Regions from separate parts of the Mus musculus genome. Here region 1 is linked to region 2. The links are chromatin contacts, called in public HiChIP or PLAC-seq maps. All regions are on one chromosome and are shown on one strand. The core of a region is the stretch at or near the end of the contact, and the rest is flanking DNA. Distances in the headings are between cores, read along the strand shown. Region 1 holds the start of Slc25a38 (solute carrier family 25, member 38). Region 2 holds the start of Cx3cr1 (chemokine (C-X3-C motif) receptor 1).

Region 1 (3,194 bases), core at 263-2,762, 42 kb before region 2:
TTATTATATGTAAGTACACTGTAGCTGTCTTCAGATGCACCAGAAGAGGGCGTCAGATCTCATTACGGATGGTTGTGAGCCACCACGTGGTTGCTGGGATTTGAACTCAGGACCTTCGGAAGAGCAGTCGGTGCTCTTATAGCCCTGGCTGTCCCAGAACTCACTTTGTAGAACAGGCTGGCCACCTCCCTCTGCCTCCCAAGTGCTGGGATTAAAGATGTGTGCCACCACCACCCAGCGAGCTTAGTTTTCTTATAGTGATGGAGACGAAGGTGCTTTCCTGAAAGGCCACACCTCCAACTTCAAGTTTCGATTTATTTTAGTAGCATACCTTATTATACACGACTTAAAGAAAGCTGAATATTCCAATTTTTTAAGTGTGAGAATAGATCAAAACAACCAGTAAGGGCTAGAGACTAGTCCAAAGTGTATTCTTCCAGAGGGACCATAAGGTTCCCAGCACCCATACAGAAAGGGGTGCTCACAGCTCCAGCTCCAGGAGATACCAACGTTCTCTTTTGGCCTTCTTCGGCATCTGCACTCTTGTGCACCTACCCCCAACACACATAGATAAAAATAAACACTAAAAGCACAATGAGCAAATCGTACTACGCAAAACACGATGGGAGTAAGCAGCATTTCAACAGCCAAATAGTACCACAATTTCTACCACCCCACAGCAAAAAGAAAAACAACAAAATGTCTACGTCCAACACACATCAAAAAGGGAAAGATGGCGGGCCAGAGAGAAAAAAAGTATGCAGTTTTGAAAGACATGGTCCTGGGAGCCACAGCGGTTATCTTTTAAAGACTTCCAAAAAGCTCCAGACATAGGGGAGCACACTCCTTTAGCACTTCGGAGCCAGCCTGGTTTAAATAGCGAGTTTCAGCCCTATCTGAAACACAGTGAGGCCCCGACTCAAAAAAACAAGAATTTTTAAAAGATATTCATCCCCCAAAGCCATGCATCCTCGCCCCACTGAGGCACATCCCAGCCCGGGCCCGCCCTGCACAGCCCCACCTCCGTTTATGGTTGGCAGCAAGAGACTCCGCCCCGCCCCGCCCCCGTCTCCACCAATGGCAGCCCGGCAGCGCAGCCAACCCGACGGAAGGGCGTGGCCTTGGTGAACCCCGAAAGCTAAGGCAGAAGCCTGCAGGGAAGCCGGTCAGGGAAGGTGTCCTGCGGCGGGCGGCTCGAGGTGCCCCGAGGCGCTCTCATCAGTTGCCGTTAGAATATTCTAGAACTAGAATGTTCTCGAAGCACTGTCCCCTGCCCCACAATGCCGCTCCCGTCCCGGTCCCCCTGCTCCCACGAACTCACCATGAGCGTCTCCACCGTGTCCTCTACATCCTGCGACTGCAGCAGCGCCGAGCGTGCCTTCTCGATCACTGGGGACGCGAGCCCGGCCCCGGCGACTGAGAGGCTCCGGGGCTCCGCGCTCACGCCCATCCCTCCCCGCCTGCCCGCCCGGCCTCAGGTCTCATTACCCGAGACAAGCGGCTCGATGTTTCCGGGGGAGGGGAAAGCAGAAGGAAAAAGGTGAGATCCCGCTTCCGGTGACATAGCGTATCCGGCGACGAGATCTCATCGCCACCTGGTGGCTGCACTTAAAACTGCAGGGTCCGTGATTCTCAGTTGCAGAGCCTTCTGCTCGGCGCTTTTTTTTTTTTAAATATTTTTCTTATTAAATATATTTATTTATTTATTTATTCTTAAAGCGCTTTTTGAAATGGGTGACTGGCTGAGTTTTAATTGTATTTAATTTATTTAAGAGCTGAAGGACCGCCGGGCAGTAGAGGCACACGCCTTTAATCCCAGCACTTGGGAGGCAGAGGCGGGCAGATTTCTGAGTTCAAGGCCAGCCTGGTCTACAGAGTTCCACGACAGCCAGGGCTATACAAAGAAACCCTGTCTCAAAAAGAAAAAGAAAAAGGAAAGGAAAGAAAAGAAAAGAAAAAGAACTGAAGCAGGATGAATGCCTTCTCTTTAGACACAAATTTTTAAAAATACAATTCACATTTCTTCTTTTTTGTTTTCTTTATTTTTATTTTTTCAAGACAGGGTTTCTCTGTATAGCCCTGGCTACCTGGAACTCACTAGCTACCCCTGTGTCTCTCTGTGTGGAGACCAGGCTGACCTTGAACTCGTAGAGCTCCACCTGCCTCTTTAATCCCAAGTGCTGGGATTAAAGGCGTGTATACCATGCCTGACTTATTTTTAGTTGTATGTGTGGGTATGTACGTGTGAATGTAGCTTCTTGCAGAGGCCAGAAGCTCACAGGCAGTCCTGAGCTGCCCTGTCTGGGTGCTGGAAACCAACCTCAGGTCCTCTACAAGTGCTCTAACCCAGGCTCTCAAGCCTTGTCTTTATGCTTTTTATATGTTTATTTTGTTCTGTTGTTTAGTTTTTCAAGACAAGGTTTTTCTTTTTTCTTGAGACAGGGTTTCTTTATATAGCCCTGGCTGTCCTGGAACTCACTCTGTAGACCAGGCTGGCCTTGAACTCAGAAATCCACCTACCTCTGCCTCCCAAATGCTAGGATTAAAGGTGTTTGTAGACGCCCGACTCGACAGCAAGAAGGACGCCACAACAGGATTCTTCTGCACACGTTTATTGGGAGAGCTTGATAGTGAAAGCAAAAGCGAAAGACCCCGAGCCCAAAAAACCAGTGCTGCTTATATAGGCCTAGGACAGGCATGTCTACACCCAATTGGTTATGCTTTCAGTACCTCATTTACATGCCTCGGGGCCAGGTCGTGACTCAGCAAAAAAACTCTACTGAACATGCACACATTGGTTGTTTACCCATATTCATGGGCGTCAGCTTATTGAAACCAGCGCCATCTTGTAATGGTGTTTATTGGCTTCCCACATCTCCCCCTTTTTTATTTAATAGAAAAAGGCCTAATCCGATGATCTAGTCTTGCACTTCCTCAGCACAAAACGATCAAGAAGGATTTAGAAGGGCAAATCATGATCACCCTACCTCGTGCAATGAGGAAACCTCAGCAGTGTGCAAGGGCTGATCAATGATCGTTGAGTCTCTCTCATCCCAGTGCAATGGATCCATAAATCCGTGGGGTGCAAGAGCAGAGGACTCAGAAGCCGACTAATTCTTGAGCATAGATAACCAAACTTCAGGGGAGGTGCCATTTTCAATGGCTAAAAGTGCTTGAGTTATAATCAATCACCT
Region 2 (2,966 bases), core at 307-2,806:
TGATGCTACGACTCGGGGTCCTCTCTGGCACATGGGTAGATGGCCGGATGGTGAGATGAATAAGATGGATGGGAAGGGAGTGGTGGGCACAGGGTACCCTCAGGCCCCAGCTGAAGGTGGAGTTGTGTGGGAAACAGACACGGATGAGATTGGTTGACAGCAACAGTAGGAGATTCTCAGCCAGATTCCAGACAGGAACACGAGGAAGAGCTTGAATGCCCTGGGGATACAGCTCAGATGGCAAAATGTTAGACTAGCCTGAGTTCCATCCCCAGCCCCTCATAAACGGTGGAGCATCCCAGACTTGGGCAGTGGAGGCAGGAGGATGAAAGGCTCAAGGTCTTTTTAACCCCATAGCTATTTAAAGTCCAGCCCAGGATGTGTGGGACCTATCTCAACAACAAAACAAACAAAAACAAAGCCAGGGGGCTGAAGAAATGGCTCGGTGGCTAAGAGCACACACTGCTCTTGCAGAGGACACAAGTTCGACTCCCAGCACCTATAGTGATGGGCAACTCACGACTGCCACAGGGAGATCTGAGTTCTCTAGCCTCCCTGGGCACATATACATAATTAAAAAGAAAGCTCGAAAACAAAAAGTTTAGCAGAAATGAATAAGGACACGGAGTCGGTGAGCTGGAATAGGATGGGGGTGGTTCTGGGAGGAGAGGGGTAGAGGAGGGATTGTGATCGAAATACATGTGAAGTTCCCAAGGAATTCATACAAATAAAAGCCAAAAAAACAAGAGCTGAAGTGGGGACAGGATCGGGGTGAGGAGCTGAGCCCCAGGGGAAGCTGAGTAGCCCCTGACTTAGCTGCTGGGGCAACGGGAAAGGGCCAATGTCTGCGAGCCTGTGAGGATCTGCTGGCTCTCTGTGAATCTCTCCTGCAGGGAAAGAAGAACAGACAGGGAGGCCAGAAGGAAGGAGAAAGGGAACTAACCGAGGCTTCCTCAAATGTGAACAGCTGGAGAGCAACTGGAGCTTTTAGTTCCTACCTCACTGGACAAAGCAGGCTCCTGAGAACTCCCAAGAGTTGTGATATGGTCAGTGGTCAGCGAACCTGGGCCCAGTGCTGCACAGGGGGTACCAGAGGCTTCCTAAGAACACTGGAAAGCAGAGGGGCCCTCACAGCTTGCCTGAGACCCCTATTAAGGAGAGCTTGAGACCTGACTTGTGTGCTGCTGGACTCCGAGGCTACAGACTGCCATCTCACTAGGAATAAATAATATCCATCCACCCCCAGGTCTGCCAACCCACAGCCCCCTGTAAACCTTAGGTCTCAGTAATTCCTAGGTCAGCCACCACACAGTCTCCAGCAATCCCCAGGTCTGCCACCCAACAGTCCCCAGTAGTCCCCAGCAGTCCCCAGCAATCTCCAGGTTTGCCCCAGTCTCAAGTCCCCTAGATTTGAAATGCAGGCTCTCTTGCGGTCAGCTGGTTCCCAGCCTGGAGCGTTGAGCCCGTTGAGCTTGCTTGTCACAGCATCTAAAGATAGGGTACCACACAGGAAACCAGATGCTATTGGCTAACTTCGAAAATAAAGATGCCCTCATAGAGAGGGAAGCACTTGCCTCTGGTGGAGTCTGCGTGAGACTGGGTGAGTGACTGGCACTTCCTGCAGAAGTTCCCTTCCCATCTGCTCAGGTAAGTACCACGGACTCCAGACTCCTCCCATACCTGGGCGTGGGGTCAATCAGGCACAGTCACAGGGTTTCTGATGCTGTTTGCCTTCCGTGTCTATTTTCCTGAGGATACTGCAGATAAATCAGGAGAGTAAAGGACCTTTTGCACGCTCGTAACTTGAGGAGTTAGTAATTACATTTTAGGGATGTGAAAAAAAAGGTTTATATTAGATGTTACCAAAAAAGGCCTTGATATAAAATCACATCTGGGTAATTGGAAATATTGATATTCTTAAAGATCACAATTCAGATTGCCAGTCAGACTTTTTTGATCCATGCCTCTAATCCCAGCACTTGGGAAGGTGAAGCAGGAGGATCGATACAAGTTTGAGACCAGCCTAGGCTAGCTAATGAGCTCTAGGCCAGTTTAGGCTTCTGTGTGAGACCGCCTTAAACAAACAGCACCAACCATAAAAACTAGTGATTGTGGTTTTCATTTCTTTTTAAAAGGAGCTTTTATCTTCAGAGACTCATACTTGAATGTCTATAGAAACAGAATAATCTAATTCAGCCATGAAATAGGACATAGATGAAATATTAACTGGGAGTTGATAATTCCTGGAGCTGAGTGGCGGGTGCCAGGTGTTTCCTTTGATTTCCCCCCCCCCCCCCCCGGTTTTTTGAGACAGGGTTTTTCTGTGTAACTGTGACTATCCTGGAACTCATTCTGTAGACCAGGCTTGCCTTGAACTTATAGAGATCCACCTGCCTCTGCCCCCTCAGTACTGGGATTAAAGGCGTGCGCCTCCATTGCCTGGCTCCCCTGATTGTATATAGGCTTGTGAATATAAAGAGAATAATGTTATATAAATAGAGTTGCTTGCCTAGCACACAAGGAGCCCTGGGCCCTGGGCACAATCTTCAGCATCTAATAAAATTGGACTTGGTGGCACACACTGTGATCACAGCACCCTGGAGGTAAAAGGCGGGAGGTCGGAAGTGCAAGACTCTTCTCAGTGAAGCAGAATTTTGAGGCCAGCCTGGACTTTATGGGATCCTGCCTCTAAAAACAACAATAATGATGATGGTGACGGTGGTGGTGATGACGGTGGTGGTGGTAGTGGTGGTGCTGGTGGTGGTGGTGGTGGTGGTGGTGGTGGTGGTGATAAATGTTCAAAACGATGTTAGCATTTTTACTATAAATATAAATTTATGTGTCAAAAAAGCTAAGAGTGCTATGCTAAACCTGCAGAGTTGGATAGTTTTAAGGATTCCTCTTCCCCTCCCCCTCTTTTAAATGCTTTTTTGGTACCATCTTCAATAGTCATAATGAACATTTAT

Evidence for each region. HiChIP or PLAC-seq counts read pairs in DNA pulled down with a chosen protein or histone mark.
Region 1: a contact with region 2 is called in an H3K27ac HiChIP or PLAC-seq map of microglia, with 4 times the contacts expected there. The contact joins the promoter of Slc25a38 here to the promoter of Cx3cr1 in region 2. A contact is called at or near these places in 1 of 39 promoter capture datasets (macrophages), 8 of 115 datasets of contacts at active chromatin or transcription factors (CD8 T cells, the HPC-7 cell line, bone marrow-derived macrophages and 3 more) and 3 of 9 other capture datasets (adipose tissue, liver and pancreatic islet).

The regions. Positions count from the first base shown.
Region 1 is chr9:120,108,700-120,111,893 of GRCm38.p6, reverse strand. It overlaps Slc25a38 (solute carrier family 25, member 38), which reads right to left and starts at 1,512. Exons shown (of 7, transcript NM_144793.2): 1 at 1,322-1,512. The coding sequence starts at 1,450.
Region 2 is chr9:120,066,886-120,069,851 of GRCm38.p6, reverse strand. Cx3cr1 (chemokine (C-X3-C motif) receptor 1) reads left to right here and starts at 1,556. Exons shown (of 2, transcript NM_009987.4): 1 at 1,556-1,647. Gm33858 (a long non-coding RNA gene) reads right to left here. Exons shown (of 3, transcript XR_003948274.1): 2 at 1-1,757.